Linked DNA regions of Capsicum annuum: region 2 is linked to region 1. The links are chromatin contacts, called in public Hi-C maps. All regions are on one chromosome and are shown on one strand. The core of a region is the stretch at or near the end of the contact, and the rest is flanking DNA. Distances in the headings are between cores, read along the strand shown. Region 1 holds the start of LOC107852353 (leucine-rich repeat and IQ domain-containing protein 1). Region 2 holds the start of LOC107868137 (2-alkenal reductase (NADP(+)-dependent)).

Region 1 (4,812 bases), core at 1,422-3,921:
ACACTTCCTTATTCAAAAGAATAATTATTACTCAAACATTTTAAAGCAACACATAATCACGAAAGAAATTCCCTCATCTCTGGAACTCACATGCATAGGAAGGCTAACATGCCAAGCAATTACAATGAATACAAACACAATAGCTTCCCACAAACCCTATTTTTTGGGGGCGAAAAAAGGATTAACCTTGTACAAATCAGTTATAATAATTAATTAGCATTTAGATGCAAAATTTAGAAAAGTTACCCAAGAGTAAGGAGGATGATCAGGAGCAATATGAAGACAATCGAAGAAACGATTAAGATGTTGTTGAAGAATGACATTTTTGGTTTGTGACAATGGCACATTGGGTTCACTATTTGCCATTTTCAAAATTGCTTCTCTTAGTTTATCCATTGCTCCGTGTGAATCTTCTGTTTCTCCTGATAACACATAGCATACCCAAATATATATGTTACTAATTAACCTTACAAAAGTTTAAGATACAGCCAAAATTGAATATAGCAGTTGTGTCTTTATCACAATCTTTCCACTAGCAGCTATTTTATTAATTAAATTAAAGAAAAGGAACAAACAAATGGGCTTACATACATTGTAGGCCAATACATATTGTAAATAAAGAAAGATAAAATAAATTACAAAATTGATGGAACAGAAATAAATGTTTTGAAAAACATGCACATGGATTTAAATAAAGTAAGTGGAATGGGTAGTTGGTGAATTATAATGACAAAGTAGGGATCCAATGCATGCATATATATATATATACACACACACACACTCTAGAGGAGTATGAGCCGTGCAGCACGAGCCCAACATCAAGGATGTTTTAGAATATGTATGATAAGTTAGATTGATGCTCATTAGAATTTTAACTTGCAAAACATAATTATATAAAACATATTAGAGTAAAGTTTTACAAGATAGTTATATTCATCATATTTACATTTTAAAGGAAACTAAATCAAATGTTCTAGCCTCCTATAGAAGCAAATTCGATATTCTTCGGTTACTGGCCTTCACACTCGCCCTCCTTCTTGATCATCCTGAATCATTTCAACAATTGTGCGAGTCACAGCAGCTGCGACCCTCTCATATAATGCCCCTCGCAACAATCCGATCAAATAGCTCATGACCCTCACACAGCTCCATAACTATAAGGACTGTATTATCATCCTCATAAGTATCCTTTAAGGTGACAATATTAGGATGCTTAGGCAAATGCTTCATGATCTCAACTTCTCTCCTTACATCCTCAGTATCCACTCGAGTCCTAAGTTTCTTCTTGGATATCGATTTACAAGCATACACATCTCCAGTTGCTTTGACAGTAGACAAATATGTGACGCCAAATTCACCTCTCCCAAGATCATGCCCTAGCTCATACATCGCCTCGTTATCACCGCCAGTTGTGCAATGGCGGAGCTAGAATTTTCATGAGGGAGTTCAGAAGTAAATATATGGACTAGTCAAAGGGAGTTCAACATCTACTATATATACATAAAAATGTTTTTAATCATGTAAAAATGATATAATTTTCCGACGAACCCTGAATTCAATGTGGCTCCGCCACTGGACTTGTGTCCATTCTTATGAGCATAGACAACAGAAAATGGCTTTGGCTTACTTTTTCCCCCCTTTTCTTCTCCTCAGTGTCTGAAGTTTTTGGTACTGCACAACAATTACCCATTGAACCAGATTTTCAAAACCCAAGAACCTCAAAACTTTCAGCTAAAAAGGTCTCAAGATCTCAACTTTCCCACCAAACTAACACAACAAAAGCTTCAATTCTCACAGGTAAGGATCCAATTTTCACCTCAAACTAAAAGGGTCTAAAAATCTTACCTTTCCCCACTAAAACAACATAACAAAATCTCAACTTTCACAGCAAAATCACCAATTTCCACTCTATTAACCTCCAACTTCAAAACGGTCATTCAAGATTGCAACTTTACACAACTCAAACTTTAACCAAAATCCAACTTTTCAGCTAAAACAAAAAGGGTCTCAAAATCTTACCTTTCCCCACCAAATCAACACAACAAAATCTCAACTTTCACAGCTAAAACACCACATTTTCACTCAATTAAACTCCAACACCAAAAGGGTATCTCAAGATTGCAACTTACACTAAGCCAAACTTCAATCAATATCCAAATTTTATAAACAACTAGCACATAAATCAAGAAAACAAGCAAGTTGGGTTCCTTAAATTCTCACAAACTTCAACCAAGATCCAATTTTTACACAAAAATCAAGAAAACAAGCAAGTGGGGTTCCTTTGACTCCTCAAAAACACCAAAATACTACTTAAGAAAAATCATAGAACTCACAAAAAAAACAATTAAAAGAACAATAAACCCTGAGGTTTTTGTAAACTCAAAGGCTAAATCCTCAAAAATGGATTATTACCTGGTCAATATTTCTCTGGCAGCAAATTTGGCAGCACCCACGAACTCTTCCGATAATTACCTAACACACAGAGATAAAGTTGCTGTCGCGCTTCGTTGCTGATATCGGGTCGGAGCTGTTTCGGATTTTGCTTGGTTGGTTCGCGGGTGTCCGGTTTCTCCGTTGAGTTGCTGTGTTGTTGATATTTGTCGTTGTTTTGGCTCAAGTTGCTGTGTTGTTGTTCGATCGGTGTACCACTGCTGATGACTGATGTTGGTGTTGAATCGGGTTAGAGAAGGGAGTTGTAAGGTGGGCCGGGTCACTGGTTGTTGGGTTGGGTTTGCTGTTAGTGTTATTGGGCTGCTGACAAAATTGAAAGGGGATGGGCCTCGGTCCGGGTCAAAGAAGGTTGGGTCTAATTGGGTAGAATTAGGTTATTTTTTGGGGAAAGGACATGGGCTGACCACTTTGAAAAGAAATGGTTCGCAATTTAAAAATGTGGACAATTGGAGCCATTTGGCCCAATTTATTGGCCCAATTGAATACATGCAGTCTCTATACTCAATTGATACATTTTTATACCATATTGATACACTTTTATACAATTATTGTATAAAATATGTATTTATATTTGGTATCAAAGATTCATGTATTTGATATCAAATATTATGTGTGATTGATTAAAAAGAAGAGCAACAATTACAATGTTATCAAATCGTATTTGATTGTTAGAAAAACTACACCAATTAGAAGAATAGCTTTTAAAAAAATAAAAAAAATGGAGCTGCGAAAAAAATAGTGACAAAAAAGACAAAAAGATTTTTTTAGAAAAAGAGGGCAAGCAATGAATTTTTTAAAAAGTCTAGCAACAATTTTAAAAAAATAGCTAAAAGACAAGAAAAAAAAACATGAAGGCAGTAGCAAAAAATGACCTAAATAGCTATATTTTGAAAATTCAAAATCAATGGCCACTCAACGGCAATTCTTTTAGCTGAGTGGCTATTCTTGTCCATTCCCCTTATTTTTACGGTTATTAAAAGAAAAGAAAATGGTAGGTTACATAAAATTTGAATTTTTAATAGGTTGTAATACGTTTTATCATAACTTGTATACCAAATTTGAATTTTTGTGATACATATCTTTAGCTTTGATATATATGTATTGTGATACATTTGTAACTAAGTGGTTAGTTAAATAAGAAAATAACTAATTTTCAATTATTACAGAGAGTAAATCACGCACAAATCATGGTATAAATACATTTGGTTTCAGATGTATCATTATGAACATTTGGAGCTCCAAACTTTCCAACATAACAGGCGATAAAATTACTCAATACTCATTCAAAATTCAATCTCATACAAAAAGGAATAGTTTATATATGTTAAATATATCAAACATTTATAAACGAATCAAAAATCTGAATCACTATCAAAAAGTATCTGTCATATATACACTAGTATTTTGACAACAAATGTATCGCTTATATCTATCACCAATAGACTGACAGCAAATATATCACTCATATGTATCACCATTTATAGTACGAAAATGTATCAAGAAATTAACAACATTATATATGTGTCAAATGCATTAATAAAAAAATATATGTATCAACGCCGAATTCGATATCTAATTCTACGGACCATTGCATCAGACATCGGCATTGTCATGGTTCCGCCGAAAACTGTTAGATTTTTTAGCTTCTACAGTATGAAAATTCTTCAAAGAAATATGAATGTTTGTCAGCATGAAGTACGCAGTAAAACTTACAAACTTTCAAGGAAATAAAAAGATTAATAGAGATGGAAAAAAATTAAACCAAATTGAAAATTGAAAATGATAAATTTGATGAAAAAATTTTAATTTAATTTTTTTAGATAATTAAGAAATTTTCTCTCATTATTTACTCTCCTAAAATAAATGCAAATCTGTTACTTCCTTATTTAATATGTATCAAGAGGAAAAAAAGAAATATGAAATTTTATGAAATATTTTAAAAATAAGGAATTTTATGTATTTATGTCTCTTAAATTTGTATTTTTACGTAATTTATCCTAAAAAAATAATCTCAATTAAATTAGGATTTATGTCGTTCTATTTAATTTTGATCAAATTAAAAATTAATTTTTGGCAGAGTCTAAGTAAGAGTTTAATATATATTGAGAGAGAGTTGGTTAGTTGTCTAACAAACAATAAGTGGAATGGTTAGTTGGCGAATAATAATGACAGAGTAGGAATCCAATATATATATATATATATATATATACTAGCTTAGGTGTACGTGTCTCGCTCAGTTACCTCATTTTAATGAGTTTAAATGTTACACTAAATATGATATTTACTTAAATAGTAAAGTAATTTATTTAATTAGTTATATATCAATTATAAATATCTAAGATACAACTAAGGTACGTGAAA
Region 2 (4,726 bases), core at 1,306-3,805, 970 kb after region 1:
GCTCATAAGTCATAACTCGATGGAATAGAAAGAGACATCAACAAGGCAGAGAGAAAAACAGAAAATAGTCTTTATAAGCGTAAAAGATAACGAAATGTAGTGGGATTCCAGCATATTTAAGCAGAGAAGTAGCACTATGATTTAATTAGTTACAAAAGGCTACTACTTGAAATTGTTAAACTATATTAACCAGACACACAATAGGTTCAGCATTCTTGTAATGATTATATTGAGAAGATCGAATAACTCACCAAGGATTCCTGTATAGTAGGAAAGAGGCACATCCTTGTCATGGATTTTAAACAGAGTGTGAATAGCTGTAAAAATACTATATTCCTCCCATCCAGTCATTCCCCAAACTAAGTCACCTTTCTTGAAGTTTGAATCACCAGATTCCAAAACTTTAGCCACTCCGTATCCAGTGATAGGCTACATCACAGAAGAAAGTTATGAGAAGCATTATCATACAACAAACTGTTAATGACACATCGAACATTTCCTTAATTCCATCAGTTTCTTAATTCCAGTCGCTCCTTTCATAGTGTAGGATGGATCCAAAGCACCATACATATGGAATATACATTTAGTCCACTTACCCTTAAGGTTTCTAACAACTAAGAGGTCTTGGAAAAAGAAATGGAAAAAGAAATAAAGTTCCATTTGGAACATTCGAGGTCTCAACAACTTACTCAGGGAATTCAAACTCACTTGCAATTCATTGATATTTATATCGGTACATAGTTCACGAAATAATTGGAAAGCTTGTTCATTTTGTTTTACAACAAAATGTACTAAAACTTTGTAATCTGTTTCAACAATAACAAGAAATGTTCGTATTTTAGTTAGGAAAAAACTACAATCATAACATGCTGAATGGAGAGAGCATTTTAGGTGAAAAGAATAGAAAGGTTTATTTGATTGTTTGTAGGAGGAAGAAGAAACCACGAACATTAAGAATGATTTTATCCAACCTATATAGATTACTTGGAATAAGAAATGTATGACTTAGTTAAACTCATCAGTTTTGCTGAACTAAATGGGCATCAATTTTGATAAACAGATGGAATCAACATAATATTGGTACATTAGTCCAAACTAATCACACCCTTAAACTATTCAGTTTGCCTTTAAAAATTACAAACCATTTTCAGTAAATATAATTAATTAACAATCCCAATGCAAACAAGAAAACATTAATTTGTTTTATAGCCGTGGTGTCCAGGTTAGCTTTCGCACACCTCAACTAATTAATCCAGGGATACCTCCCACCAGCAACAAGTACCAAGTACTTGTTAACTCTGTCCACCAAAGCTAGAACAAATGAGATGAAAGCACCTAGTTTTTTGTCTCTACTAGGTAAACATTTTTATAAGCAAATAGGCTTAAGGGATCAAAGGAACATTCGAAAACGTTTCAAACAAGAGAAACAAGAAAAAAAGAGTTTTCTTTGATTTGGATTGTTTCACCCATTTGATAATAAACTAACAGAAGTTGAAAAAGAAAGCCTAAGCTATTCTATTACAGTATTAGATTCAGTAGAGACATAAAATGGTTCCCTCTTCCCCACATACAAAGTTATAAATCAAACTAGTACTCCACTTTCCCAATTTACGTGGCACAGTTCAAATTTTGAGAGTCAAACAATTTATTTTTGATTGTGATTTTGGACATAGAATCTTTAAGTTTTTTGAAATAAAAGCAATATATTCGAATTCAATATCTTTTAAAAGAAATATGAAAAAATTGTTGTCAAAGAAAAACATGTTTGAATCTCGAAACTCAAAGGTGCCACATAAATTTGAACAGAATGAGTAATTAACTAACAACGCCAAAGCAAACAAGAGTAGCAACTAACAATACAATATTGTCTAAATGGGTTCATGGTACATTCTAGAGGTGTCAAAATGAACTCAAATTGAGGTGACCCGCCTAATTCACCCAATAGTTAATGGATTGGGTTGAAGATAATTACTATTATGTAAATCTCAACCTACTAGTAGAACAAACAACTGACAATGCTCCCACTCTCAAATTTATTTACTAAATTCAATAAAATGAAAAACTTACAGAGCCAGGAGTGAAGGAGTCGACATAGCTACCCTCTTTTTTCTGCATGCGGGAACGCATGTAAGGGTCACATGACAAGTAAAGATTCTTCAAAAGGACAGCATTAGAACCTTCTGGAACTTTCAGTTTAATGGTGCCATTCTTGATTTCCATGTCCGGTTCCTTGGGATAACCAGTCACATAGTGTTTTAGAATCACCTGTTTGTTGCTCACTTCTTCTGCCATTCTCTCTAATTCTTTGTTTGATGTGAATCAAGGGTTGTTGATACAAGTTTACTTAGGAGGGAGAGTGGGAGACGGAACGATCGAGAAGGCAAAGCGTTACGGATTCCATTGAGTACAATTTGTTTTGTTTCGTAACACGAGAGATAATTTCTTAAAAAATCCTTTCAACTTAGTTTACTACACAAACTTCACTCAACTAATATAGTAATTCCCTCAAAGTTCACGCAACTTTATTGTATATTGAAAAATCACTTTGAACTTTATTTTATATTTGAAAAATCACTCAACTATTATAATTTATCTATAAAGTCACTAAATTAATGATATTTCACATACAAAGATAGTCAATCGATTCAAATAATATTTCTGATTGATATTTCTGATGTGAAATTTTATTTTAAAATATTTCAGCTCAACAATATTTATTGACAAAATTACTTGAATTAATTGAGTGACGGTGGAGGTGAAATAACAATAATTGAGTGACTTTTTTATTACAAAATAAAGTTGAGTGACTATTTAAGATAAAAAATATTAGTTGAATGACCATATGAGAAACTAACGTTTATTTGAATTATTGTTACCAATTATTTTTTATTTTATTTAAATACAATATTTATTTTGATTGGTAAGTATTCATATTGGTTTTAAGATGAGATTGTATCCCGTCCTGCACAACTGAGATGCAGCTGGAAAGTTGGCCAACATCTGAATCGTTGACGCTCCCAACATTTCATCTACAGGTGTTAAACAAACTATTCACATGTAATTTATACAACGGAAAAGGGCCTAAAATGCCCTTCAACTATCTAAAATAATGTAAAAATGTCCTCCGTCTACTTATTGGATTTGAATGCTCTCTCCGTCTACCTATAGGCCTACTTTGTCCTTTTATTTAATAGATATATTTATCCCCAATTCATTAATGATATAACTCTTTTTAATTGACTAAGTAATAGTTAATTAAACTAATTAATAACCGACCTGCTAAACCTAATCCACCCAAACATAATAACTTGACCCGTCCCATCCAAACCTAATAACATTAAAAAAAAAAAAAAATTCAAAATCAGTCAGCTCTTTCTCCAATTTTTCTCTTTTTCCTCCTCCCTAATTAACGGTAATTGATGAAAGGGCACTGATCATAAGCAACATTAGCTTTATCAAAATGCTTCCGAACTTCCTGAAAGAAAGCAAAATTCACATAAAGATTTGGCGTTTCTTGTGTCTAAGATTTTCCAGCAGGCACAATTGATACACATCAAATTTACATAACAATAACAACTGATACCCTTGTGAATTAAATTCTCCAAATTGTTCAGAAAATATTCCAAGGACATGAAAAAAGAACCTGAACTACAAAAAACATAAGAACTTACCAGCATGAATACAAGCACCAACAACTAGGAAAGTGTAGCCCAAGCTCAGAAACATGGATGCCAAGTTGATGTGCCTCAGGGAGTGGAAGGACGGAAACCGAGGGAGATATATCATTACTACTGTAACCATTCCAATGAAGTGATACAATTTCAGTAGTGGTCCATGTGGAAAAAGTTCGGATTACATGATCTTGAAAGGCAAAACAGAAACAACAAATTGTTGAATAACTTGAAAAAATTTGAACACAACATTAGTATTAGTGACTATTTCATATGTGCTCTCATACTATTTAAGTTTTAGTATTAAGAACCTTGAGGCATACCACAAAATTGAATAACCTTTGTTTTGGTTGGAAAAAAAGTTATTCCGGGATTAGTTATCCCACCCTCAAGGAGGAATAAGAAAAACACTACAATCCTAGGATAACTAATCCCGGGATGAGTTATCCTATGCATGCTATGATCGACAATTCATGCTCGAAATCAGTCTTACTTTCATGGTTGTGCTTAGATCTTTTCACTCCACCAATAGAGCTGATAGTCCAGAACCAGAAGAGGGATCTCCAGAAATTTTCGGGTAGAATTCGTAGTTATGTTGTCTTCTTCTCCCTACCACGATTATTCGTGTATCAGGAAGGATGTGGTTAGTTAAATACCATCTTCGTTGAATTAAAGTACGGGTGAGCTCCACCCAATCACAGTTCTCACCCGTGCAAGGCGCTAATGTACGTATTACATGGTCCCCATCATTATATCCTCCGGTTTGGACTAATGTTCCATCGGGGAGGACCGTACCAGAAGAGCACTAAGGATCTGTTTGGAGCATTAATGCTCGGAATATGTTGCTACCAATGTCGTATAAAACAAAATGAGCAGAGCAGTCTTCGCATGATACCATGTCATTGGGGTCATAGCGACAACGCCCTCCTGGAAGTGAGAGGTTAGAATGGCCAAAATCCGTTGTATCAAAGATAACTACATTGTTCTTATGCCGGAGTTGCATGTGCACCTCGGATATGCCAATGGCTTTATGCAACAACCGCCATTCACCTGGG

What was found. A called contact is a pair of places that touch in the nucleus more often than the background predicts.
Region 2: a Hi-C map of leaf shows a contact between it and region 1, with 6 times the contacts expected there. The contact joins the promoter of LOC107868137 here to the promoter of LOC107852353 in region 1. A contact is called at or near these places in 4 of 5 Hi-C or Micro-C datasets (bud, leaf and placenta).

What each region holds. Positions count from the first base shown.
Region 1 is chr4:26,377,932-26,382,743 of UCD10Xv1.1, forward strand. It overlaps LOC107852353 (leucine-rich repeat and IQ domain-containing protein 1), which reads right to left and starts at 2,672. Exons shown (of 4, transcript XM_047411771.1): 1 at 2,413-2,672; 2 at 247-422. The coding sequence starts at 396.
Region 2 is chr4:27,349,338-27,354,063 of UCD10Xv1.1, forward strand. It overlaps LOC107868137 (2-alkenal reductase (NADP(+)-dependent)), which reads right to left and starts at 2,556. Exons shown (of 2, transcript XM_047411772.1): 1 at 2,068-2,556; 2 at 166-429. The coding sequence starts at 2,292. The coding sequence ends at 181.